Regions from separate parts of the Macaca mulatta genome. Here region 2 is linked to region 1. A link is a contact called in public Hi-C data. All regions are on one chromosome and are shown on one strand. Each heading gives the region's core, a stretch centred on a gene start, on an enhancer-like site or on the middle of the called end of the contact. The rest is flanking DNA. Distances are from core to core; before and after follow the strand shown. Region 1 holds the start of CDKAL1 (CDK5 regulatory subunit associated protein 1 like 1). Region 2 holds the start of E2F3 (E2F transcription factor 3).

Region 1 (5,806 bases), core at 1,931-4,430:
ATTCTGAATTAGAATCTCCAAGAGTAGTGAAGCACGTGAACCTAGAAACTGTCCAGATAATTCCACTATAGATTCCTAATTAAGAACCACTATTCTACAGTAATGGTTCTCAATCTTGAACACTCATTCTATTCACCTGAAGAGCTTTTGAAAATTCCCAACTAAGCTTGCAGTGAGCTGAGATCACGCCACTGCACTCCAGCCTGGGCAAAAGAGCAAGACTCTGTCTCAAAACAAAAAAAAAAAAAAAAGAAAATTCCCAACTAAGCCCCAAGATAGCGGAATGAATCTCTGAGAATGGAGCCTGGGCCTCAATATCTTTTTAAAACTTTCCAGTCATTCTCATGTGTACAGCCACAATTGCAAAGCAATGTCCAGTAGTTTTTTTTGTTTGTTTGTTTGTTTTTTTTTTTTTTTTGAGACGGAGTCTCGCTCTGCCGCCCAGGCTGGAGTGCAGTGGCCGGATCTCAGCTCACTGCAAGCTCCGCCTCCCGGGTTCACGCCATTCTCCTGCCTCAGCCTCCCAAGTAGCTGGGACTACAGGCGCCCGCCACCGCGCCCGGCTAGTTTTTTGTATTTTTTAGTAGAGACGGGGTTTCACCGTGTTAGCCAGGATGGTCTTGATCTCCTGACCTCGTGATCCGCCCATCTCGGCCTCCCAAAGTGCTGGGATTACAGGCTTGAGCCACCGCACCCGGCCTGTCCAGTAGTTTTCAAAGTGTAATTTCCACATCAGCTGGAGTAGCATCATGGGGAACTTGTCAGAAATGAACATTTTTTCTTTCTTTCTCAATTTTTTTGTAAAAACAAGGTCTCACTTTGTTGTCCAGGCTGCTCTCAAACTCCTCCCATCTTGGTCTCCCAAAGTATGGGATTACAGGTATGAGCCACCATGCCCAGCCAGAAATGAAAATTCTTGAACCCCACTCCAGACATACTGAATCAGATGTTTTGAGTAAAACCTAGCAATATTTAACAGGCCCTCTAGGTGATTCTGATCTGAATTAAAGTTTGACAATCACTGTCCCAGAATTATTCTTTCATAAAAACCACCTAGAATGCATGTCAAATATACATAACCTAGTCAACTGATTTTCAACAAAGATGCCAAGACAATTCAACAGAGAAAGAATAGGTTTTTTTCAACAAATGATGCTGGGACAACTGGATAGCAACATGTAAAAAATAAAGTTGGAGCTCTATTTCACATCATATACAAAAAATTAACTGAAAATGGATCAAATACCTAAATTTAGGAGCTAACATTATGAAACTTTTAGAAAAAAACATAAGTACAAATCTTTATGATGTTAGAGTAGGCCCTCCTTTCTTAGCTAAGAAACCAAAAGCACAAGCAACAAAAGGAAAAACAGATTAGATGAAGAAGATATAGAAATGGGCCAGGTGCAGTGGCTCATGCCTATAATCCCAACACTGGGAAGTCAAGGTGGGAGGATCACTTCAGACCAGGAGTACAGGGCCAGAGCCTAGGCAACACAGACCCTATCTCTCCAAAAAAAAAAAAAAAAAAAAAAAAAAAAACAGTAAAAATTAGCCGGGCATGGTGGCATGCACCTATAGTCCCAGCTACTTGGGAGGCTGAAGTGGGATCACTTGAGACCAGGTGGTCAAGGCTGCAGTGAGTTGTAATCGAGCCATTGCACTCTGGCCTGGGTGACACAGGGAAGCCCTGTCTCAAAAACACACACATACAAATGGCTGATAAGCACGTGAAAAGATGTCAACATAATGAGCCATCAGGGAAATGGAAATCCAAACCACAATAATATACCATTTCATACCCATTAGGATGGGTAGAATCAAAAAGACAAATAATTGTTGACAGGCATGTGGATTACATCACCCAGAGGGAAAGAAAAAGAGAACAGAGGTAGGAGAAGGTACAAGACCACGACTTGAGAGACTCCAAATTTAACTCTCATATAAAGGAAAATCAGCTTATAATGGATTCCAAGAAGCAGCCACCAGAGAAGGAAAAAAATCCATGGGCCATGGAAGGCAAAGGAAGAGGGCATGTCAAAAAAGTGGACATGGTCAATGCTGGTGAATGAAAACGAAAGGTTAAGTAAAATAAATGAAAATATCTCTTCAATTTAGTGGTATGTAAAGGACAATGGTTCCATAACACGATAGTGGCAAATAGCTAAGAAATTAAGCTACCTCTCTGCATTTTCTAATATGCAGAAATAGGTACAGCACTCAAACATAAAAGGTTTAAAATAAATCAGTACCTTAATTATCTGCAATTAATCTAAAGTCCTCTTGAAAGATGAGTCTGGAAAATAAAAATTGATTAGGAAAAGCAAGCACCAAAGAAGTTCACAAAACCACTGTAAGGATTCTTTACTTAAAAGGAATCAGACTCCAAAAAAGACTGCTTTATACAGCAGGATTAATGATGCTCCATACTACTTGTAACTTCTTACTGATTACAACAGGTGTGCTGACATCTGCCGTGACTGTGATCCAGTGGCTGTAGTAATGTTGTATTCAGCACTACAACACGTCTGCATAGTGCGAGTAACCAACCACTACAAAACAGGAATAAGTCAGTAAATAGGCAGACATCCAGATCACGTTCCATTCGAAAGATAACTGTCGTCCCGAGATTCAGAAAAAGGTTTTATGAGCAAAGAAGAACGAAAAGTGAAAAAGCAAGACATCTGCTTTTCTCAATAACTTCTGCTTAAATTCTTAAGATACTGATCTGGGAAAGCTATGTAACTGCGAAAGCCCTGTCACATCTACAAATTCACTAAGGTATAAAGTGGGAGAACAAATGAAGTTAAATTTGACAATAAGGAACGAGGTGCCCAAAATATTACTAACTGGAGAGCGGCACCTGAGGCCAACGACCCTACCCTCGCTCCTGGAAGCCCCATCTGCCTCCCAATTCCCCCATCCCAGCTGGCAAATCCCCCTTTTAACTGCGAAACAATTTTGCAAACAGCCCAAGAAAGACTGAAACTGGAGAAACAAGGCTTGCCATAAAAGGAGCCGTCGCCACACTCTGCCCCACATGGACCCAACCGCCACCCTTACCCAGAAGTCGGGAAGTAAAAACCAGTCCAAAGTGAGAGAATCAACCCGCCACTCTCCGGAAACTGCACAGACTTTAGATGGAGAGCGCCATGACACATACGTCCCGCCACGTTTATTTACGCATGCTCAGCGACGGTGGCCCGAAGAGATCAAATTACATCATTGCTGAAAGGGCTGGTTCTGGTTTAACTTAGTTTAGGAATGATTACGCTTCAAGTTCCTTTGATTCCAAGAACTAAAATAACAACCCCAAGTCCTCGGGTTCCTAGATACGCTTAATAGCCAACTTCTCCTAAGCTCTTATGTGTTAGACACTGTGCTAAGTACTTTGCATAAACATTATTTCACTATTTATTTATTGTTATTATTCCCATTTTACAAAAGCGGACACTGGAAGTTTAAGGACTTAATCTAAGTTACTCTACTAGTCGTGCTGCCCCGTGGGCTGGATCCGATGCTGTCTGACTCCCAAAGAACTTGCTCTTTTCACTGCATTTTACTAGCCTCCTCAATCGTTTGTGAAGAGGTCTCTTCTTTAATATTAAAAAACAGGAAGGAAAGGATAAAGGTCAGTTGGTAGGTTTCGCTTAATATACATTATTTACCACCACGCAAGTTTTTTTGTTTTTTGTTTTGGAAAACTTAGATGGTAGTTTAGCAGACACCTATGGAAAGAAAATACTTTCGGCCGGGCGCGGTGGCTCAAGCCTGTAATCCCAGCACTTTGGGAGGCCGAGACTGGCGGATCACGATGTCAGGAGATCGAGACCATCCTGGCTAACACGGTGAAACCCCGTCTCTACTAAAAAATACAAGAAAAACTAGCCGGACGAGGTGGCGGGCGCCTGTAGTTCCAGCTACTTGGGAGGCTGAAGCAGGAGAATGGCGTAAACCCGGGAGGCGGAGCTTGCGGTTAGCTGAGATCCGGCCACTGCATTCCAGCCTGGGCGACAGAGCAAGACTCCGTCTCAAAAAAAAAAAAAGAAAATACTTTCATGGAATACGAATTCTCACCCGCTTGCTCCACATATGTTATCTCACTTTAGTATTCATTACCCAAGACACTGTATTTGACCATGCGTTTACCAGAAGAATATCTTTACTTAAAAAAGTAAAGGCAATAGGAGGCAGTAGTTCGTGAACAAGGGTCAGAAATCGTGAGTTTAATGCCTGACTTAGGGTTTCACAGTGATTTGGGGCAATTACTTTGTTTTGCAAATGCTTCTGCTAGTACAATTTCATCTAATTAAAATGCCATCCATCTACTCAAGAGGCTGATGTGGGAGGATCACTTGAGCTCAGAAGTTTGAAAACAGCCTGGGCAACACAGTGAGACCCTGTCTCTAAAATATAGTTTTAAGAAAAAAAGCCACCCTTTTCTCTGTTTATTCATATCCATAACATAATCTAAACAGTGCCCTGGGATCCACTATTGTCTTTACCCATCTGAATTAAAATTGTGTATTTATGTTGCCCTACTTTTTTTTTTTTTTTTTTTTTTTTTTTAGATACGGTCTTCTTCTGTCACCCAGGCTGGAGTGCAGTGTTACAATGACAGCTCACTGCAACCTCCGCCTCCTAGCCTCAAGAGATTCTCATGCCTTAGCCTCCCAAGTAGCTGTGGGACTACACGGGCACACCACCAAACCCATTTAATTCCATCTCTTTCACTAGACCAAAAGTAGGACCTGGATTGTCTTCTTGGTTGCAATCGCACTAACACATAACCTGTGCTTACGTTTATAGCTTCTCAATAAACATATGTTGAATGAATGAATGAATGAATGAATGAATAACTCCACCTCTTTTACCCAAAGATCTAGTTGAGTTCAGTAAAGGAAATGTTACTGAGTATGCACCCCATGACCACAAGCACTGTGATAGATGCTAGAGCTAGAAAGAAAGAAAAAAAGTACTCCCTATTGCAATTGCAGGCTATTTTGAGGAAATTCATTTCAATAGAGAATAGCAATCACTATGAAAGATGAATGCACAGGAACACAAAGGTGAAGTAAGGGAAATGGATGAAGGCATTCCAGGCTGGAGAGTCAGCCAGAGCAAACGCAAGGAGGCCTGAAATGATGAATTATTCTGCAGTGTAAAAGCAGAGAAAGTGAAGCTGGTGATGGGAGAAGTCTGCCAGAGAAAGGGAAGCACAGGGACTAGATCAAGGTGAACCTCCTGTGCTCAAAGGCATTAGACTTAATCCTGAATGTATGTAGTAGGCAACATGAATGTGTTCGAGCAGATTATTCTCTCAGGACAATAGGTTTCAGACATGAAGAAATAGTAAAAGCCTAAATTGAGTTGTTGGCTGTGAGGAATGGGAAGGAAAGACAGATTGTAACAAATTGAGGAGGTAACATCAGCAAGACTTGGTGATTGATAGGTATGAAAAAAGAGGAAGAAAGAATGTTTCCAAGTTTTGGCTATAGCAACTAACAAACAGGTGAAACCTCTCTCTTTAAGCACCTTTAGTCTAAATCCTTTGAAGTCAGTAACCCTACCTCTAGGAATTTATCTTACAGAAATACACATAATGACCTATGTTCCAAAATATTTTTTGAAGCATTGCTTATAATGACCTATGTTCCTCAGTATTTTTTGAAGCATTGCTTATAACAGCAAAAGACTGGAAACCCTCTCCAGCTCCTCAATAGAAGATTGGTTAAATATATTTATAGTATCTGTACAGCTTTTGAAAAACAACCAGGTAAGGCCGGGCACAGTGTATCACGCCTGT
Region 2 (5,806 bases), core at 2,465-4,964, 130 kb after region 1:
GTCCGCCCGCCTTGGCTTCCCAAAGTACTGGGATTACAGGCATGAGCCACCGCGCCGCCCGGCCAGAAGAAATAGCTCTTAAAAGTTTAGATAACTGGCCGGGCGTGGTGGCTCACGCCTGTAATCCCAGCTACTCAGGAGGCTGAGGCAGGAGAATGCTTGAACTCGGGAGGCGGAGGTTGCAGTGAGCCGACATCGCGCCATTGCACTCCAGCCTGGGCGACAGAATAAGACTCCGTCTCAAAAAAAAAGTGTAGATAACCAATGATTCAGCATACATTGCAATCTTATATAAAAAAAGCTTCTGAATATATATGAGTAACATTTATATTCCTGTAATGAAAAACCTTTTGTGTACACATAAACTCAAAAGGATATTATTATTCCTGGAATAATAATTTCATGTCAAGGAGAATAAAGTTTTGAAATAACTTGGAAGATGGTGAGGGTAATTTAGTATATTTTAAATACTTAAACACAATGAACTATATATAATAAACTTGGCTTGAAAAATAGTCTTAGGGACCTGGCCCAACAAGCACTGTTAAAATTTTTTAAAAAGCAACTTGAAGGTCTCATAATTTCCCATTATCAAAACTACCCCCCATAAATCTGTGAATCTAATCCAAGAAGTATGTCAGTTAGCTGGTTGTTTAAGGTTAGGTTTATGAAATAGTAACAGAACTTTGCAGGGGTCAAATATGCTTAAAATATGTCCAAACGTGCTTAGGTCAAGTCAGTAAGAGTATCTGAAGCTAATAAAAGCATGGAATATTCTTGTGACTGAAAACCCAACACACTGGATACTGTTATGTGTAAGCAGGTACTGTGCTCCGTTTCCCCCCTGCTGGCAGACCCTAGTCACTAAAAAAACGATGAGCTTCTTTGACTAAGACTACATCACACATGCCCAGCAAGTATCTCTGGGGCTGGAAAGCAGTTAAGACCGAACCCGGGGAGAAATTGGGAACACGAAAGAAATAAAAAACGCCTCATTATTCCCAAACCCATCCCATTTCCCAAAGTGCTGCCTATGTGCTGACTTTCTTCAAGACTCCCGCAAAATCTTGATTCTCCAAAAATTAAACCCATTTGGAGCGGAGACAAGGTGAGGTCCACGCCTGGTATGATCAGACTACCATGGATCTGAGTCTGGTTTGGTTCTAGCCCCGTGGAGGCCAAGCCTCACCACGAGGTGAGGACCCGGAGGCATGGAGGAAGGGAATGAAGGAGAGAAAAGGAGAAAGGGGAGACCTCCGGGCCACACTTCTTTCTAGTACCAACAAAAAGAGAAGCCGCATACTGACCTAAATCATCTCTCAAAGGCGCTTTATAAATTACAGGGACAAAGGGAGGGGGTGGCGGGTGGCCTGGGAATCCTACAGACACCCTACCCTCTGACCCGCCCCCCTCCCCCTCCAGCACAAGGGAAGGAAGACAGAAAACAGAGCTCAACTCGGCCATTGGCGAGAAGCCCCCTCCGGTTTTCTATCGCCCATCCATCTGCCCCCTAGAAAAAAAATCCACGTAAACACCATACCCACCCCCTGGGGCAGACACTCCCGCCCCGAGGTTCCTAGAACCGGAGGCCGGGGCATTTACTTAGTTAGATTTTTCTTGCTTACTCATTTCCCTCGAGCACCCAACCCCCCGTTCCCACTCCAAAACCCCGCTCAACCGCCTACCCTCACCGCTTCAGCCCCCAACAGAATCCGGTGCCCCCGCGGCGTCGGCGGCCCCCGAGCCGTCCCGGTCACTAACCTGCTGCTGTAAGGGCATTTCCGAAACCAGCCTGGCTCCGGGGGGAGGTGGGGGGCCGGCTGGAGAGGGGGCCCGGAGGGCCGAACAGACCGGCGGCGCAGGGCGAGGGCGGGCGCCGGTGGGGGGGTGGGGAGAGGAGAGGGAGGGTGGCGGTGCCGGGGGCGGGTGCGAGGGCGCCGGGACCGTCCCAGGCCAGGGAGCCGGCGAGCAGGAGGAAGTGGGTGCCCCCCTCTCCCCCTCCAGCGCCCCCTCCCGCCGCCGCCTCCTCCCCAGTCACAGGCGCGTCCTGCGCGCACGTGTGCGAAACGTCACCGGCGGGTCCCGGAGAGAGGGACAGACCCAGGCGGCGGGACGGGAACCCGGCTGCCCCCGCCCTCCGTCGCCGGGGGGCGGAGAGGGGGACAGGGCGGGGAAGGAAGGGGCAAGGGGAGAGGCGGGTCAAGGGCAGGCCCGGGGCCCGGCGAGGAAGGCCTGGGCGCTCGGGCCACGCGGGCGCCGCCGCTGCCACCACCAGGATGCGCCCAGGCCAGAGCGCCAGCCGGCAAGCCCCTCACCCCAGACAGCCCACGCCCCAGTCCGCACCCGGCTTCCAGCCCCACCTCCCCCACGCCCGACTCCCCTCCACCTCCCCCAGCCCCTTTGTTGCTGGGAGTTACTGATCCTAAAATGTGTCAAGCGCAGCCCCGCCGATCCCCTGCGCTCCGAGCACGCCGCAGGGACCCCCGGCCGCCAACGAGCCTTCAAGGCAGACTGGGGGCGAGCACCCCAACAGTCCCCCGGTTTCCACCCTTCAGAGCCCCCCACACCCCAGTTCACTGCTCCCTCCCCCACCCCCTTCTCCATCCGGGGCGTGACCCCTTCCTACGCCCGAGAAAGAGGAAGCTTCGGGTTGGAGGGGAAGGGAGAGTGGGGGTAGGGAAAAGTGCAGGAAAAGAAGGGGGGGCCGCGAAAAGTTTTGGAGTGTTTGATGTGGTTCGCGCCAAGGCAATCCCCGCCGCCCCGCGCGCCTGGCCGAGCCCCCCGACCCTCCTGGCGCCGGGGAGAGCACTCAGGTCTAACAATGAACCCTCGTTGGAGGGGCAGCCCCCAAGGCCCACGATGCTCGGCCCACTGCTCTCCCTGAGCGGTCCGCAGCGCGCCCACGACCCCGCGCGGTGCGAGCCCACCTCCCGCCGGGGCTGGGGACGGTGGGGAGGGAGGGTATTACCGGAGGGCCGCCGCCGCCGCCGCTGCCGCCGCGTCCCAGGGCTGGTGGCTGCTGCAGCAGCCCGGCTCTGCTGGAGGGTCCGTGCGGCGTGGTGTAGAGGAGGCTGCCGGCGGTCTGCTCCGCGCCGGGGGCACTGGGGAGGAGGGGGCCGGCGGCTACGGCGCCGCTTTGGAGGGAGGAGGAACAGGAGGTGGTGGAAGTGTTCGTGGTGAGGATCTGGATGTACGCGCCCGGGGCGGCGGCAGCGGCGGCGGCGGCGGCGAAGCCGGGGCTGGCTAGCAGTGCCCTTTTGTCCATGGAGGCTGCAGCGGCGGCGGCGACGACAGCCGCCCCCTCCCCACCCCCGGCGGTCACCAGGTACTGCTCCAGAGCGGGCTGGATCCCCTTTCTCATCTCTCGCTCCTGCTCTTTTTAGTGTTATGGTATATTAATGTATTGTTTTCAATTTCTTTATTATTTGCAGTCGGAGTTTCCAAGTCTCTCCTCCTTCTCTCCTCCCCGCCCGGCGCTTCCGAGCCCCCTCTCTCTCTTTTCTTTTTATTTTTCCGCACCGCACAGGCCCCGGGGGCCAAAAATAATCGGGGCTCTGGAGAGAGGAGGGTCCCGGCCGCACGGATATCGGGCCCCAAGCGGGGATGGAGGCGTCGGGGGCGGCCGATGCAACGGATTGCGAGGCGGCGGCGGCAGCCCGGGTGCTGCGGCCGGCAGCTGAAAAATGGCTCCAGGAAGCTGCTGCTGACAATGAATGAAGGGATACGGTTTACGCGCCAAGGTCCTCCCGCGAAACTCGGATTTCCCGCCGGCTTTTCAAACCATATTTGCATATCCCCGCCCCTCAACCCGCCGAGGACCGTTCCCACAGCCCATTGGGCCTCTAGCTCCTTACTTTAGTTCCAATCGTGGAGCAGGGCCGCGATTTGCAGGTTTCCATTGGCTGCCGTGCATCATGGTTACCGGGGCGACAGGGACCCTATTTGCATAGGTCTCCTTGATTGGCTGGGAGAAGAGCAGTTTTTAGGGGGTGGGGCAAAGACTTTCCTTCTCTCCCACGGAAGACCACGCCTGGCCTAGGCTCCGCCCCTGTCCCCGCCCCCCCGCCGGGCCGGCTCTACTGACCTGGGCAGGGACTCCGCGCCCCGCAGACTCAGTGTAGATCTAGTCTAGAGCGCAAGTTTCGCTTTTGGAAATTGTCAAGGTGACTAAGGGAACACTCTCTTTCCTTTGACCAGTCAGTGCAATATACGAACAGCAGCACGAGATTCTTCCAAATGTGTGCCAAAGGCAAGTTGGACCATGCGGACTACGCCTGGCAGGTGGAAAAGGAGCCCTTTAAATCGTGGGCTTCTCCCTTTCTGAAATCCAACCAATGACGCGGCGAGAGCTGATCCCGAGGCCGGGGCTGATAGACAGAAGCATGTGGGCAGACAGAATCGTGGGGGCAGAAGGTTCAGCAGACGCGATTGCGGGCACCAGTTAACATTCCAGATCATTCCCGGTACCTTCATTATTAGCCTGGATAGGGGTAAAGTACAAATTAACTCCTTTGTCTTACGACGAGTATTGGTTTGAGTCCGGCAGATATTCCCTCTGGCCCAGAAACACCTAGGGCAGTTAATCAGGGCTAACCTAGAACTGATCTGCGGGTTTCTAATCCGCCAAGCAGTAATCCGAAAAAATACACGCTTCCCACGATGACGTCGTGCCCCCAACAAACGCTGGCACGCCCGGGCATCAGCACTTTGTATCTTTAGTTTTGTAAGAAGTTCTCTGACTGGAAGCAAACACGACTCAAACCTATCCCAAAGTATTTTTAAAATAGTGTTGTTGTTTTTAAGTAAACTAGAAATTATCTAGTTTTAAGTAAACTAGAAAAATATAAAATGATTGTCAAACTGACCCCTGAATTTGTTCAAGTATTCAAGTGTCTTAAAATTAAAGCTTGCTCCTGAGACTGAGCAGGAAGAGAGACCCCTGCAGGAATGTGGGGAAAGGTATATATGTAGAGACTAGGTCATAATTTATAGTTATGTGCAAAACAGCTGCAAATTGGTGCTCATAGGTGATGAGGATTGCAACACCTTGAGCCCTTTCACAAGATTTTCATTATTATTAATTTCCCAAAACTCCTACTCAGAGTGCTATGAAACACCTGACAAGATGTGTCAGCTCAGGCTAGGACTCCTTAATAATTTAGCCTTATTACCTTTTCTGAAACAGATGAGTTAAAAGTTCCATTAAACCTTGCACCAGGCTCAGGAATATTTTAGTCTTACATTCAGGCTAGTTGAGGATCCATAGCCCTAAACATACATTTGTTGACACTGGTAGAAGTGACACTATCTTCTTATTTTATTTTTTTTGAGACAGAGTCTCGCTCTTGTCGCCCAGGCTGGAGTGCCATGGCGTGATCTCAGCTCACTGCAACCTCTGCCTCCCGGGTTCAAGTGATTCTTCTGCCTCAGCTTCCTGAGTAGCTGGGACTACAGGTACATGCCACCACGCCCAGCTAATTTTTGTATTTTTAGTAGAGACAGGGTTTCATCATGTTGGCCAGGCTGGTATTGAACTCGTGACCCTGCCTTGGCCTCCCAAACTGGGATTACAGGTGTGAGCCACCGTGCCTGGCCAGAAGTGATACTATCTTTAGGGCAGATTAAGTGGTACTCAGGGCATGAGTAATATACCAGCAGCTTCCCTGCTCTTGTTCCATCAGTGTTGCTTTCCTCTATGGATATACCTGTGGAGGAAACTAGTACTGTCACTACTTGGATATTACCATCTGCAGAACATCACTGGCAGCATGCATTTGGTGGCAGTAGTGGGGGTTGTGAGGGAAGA

What was found. Hi-C and Micro-C count contacts between places; a contact is called where the count stands out from the background.
Region 2: a Hi-C map of fetal cortical plate shows a contact between it and region 1, with 2.6 times the contacts expected there. The contact joins the promoter of E2F3 here to the promoter of CDKAL1 in region 1. A contact is called at or near these places in 6 of 14 Hi-C or Micro-C datasets (CD4 T cells, cortical neurons, fetal cortex germinal zone and 3 more).

What each region holds. Positions count from the first base shown.
Region 1 is chr4:162,593,955-162,599,760 of T2T-MMU8v2.0, forward strand. It overlaps CDKAL1 (CDK5 regulatory subunit associated protein 1 like 1), which reads right to left and starts at 3,181. Exons shown (of 16, transcript XM_001098819.5): 1 at 3,064-3,181; 2 at 2,253-2,296.
Region 2 is chr4:162,724,655-162,730,460 of T2T-MMU8v2.0, forward strand. E2F3 (E2F transcription factor 3) reads right to left here and starts at 3,715. Exons shown (of 7, transcript XM_078001349.1): 1 at 2,969-3,715. The coding sequence starts at 3,361.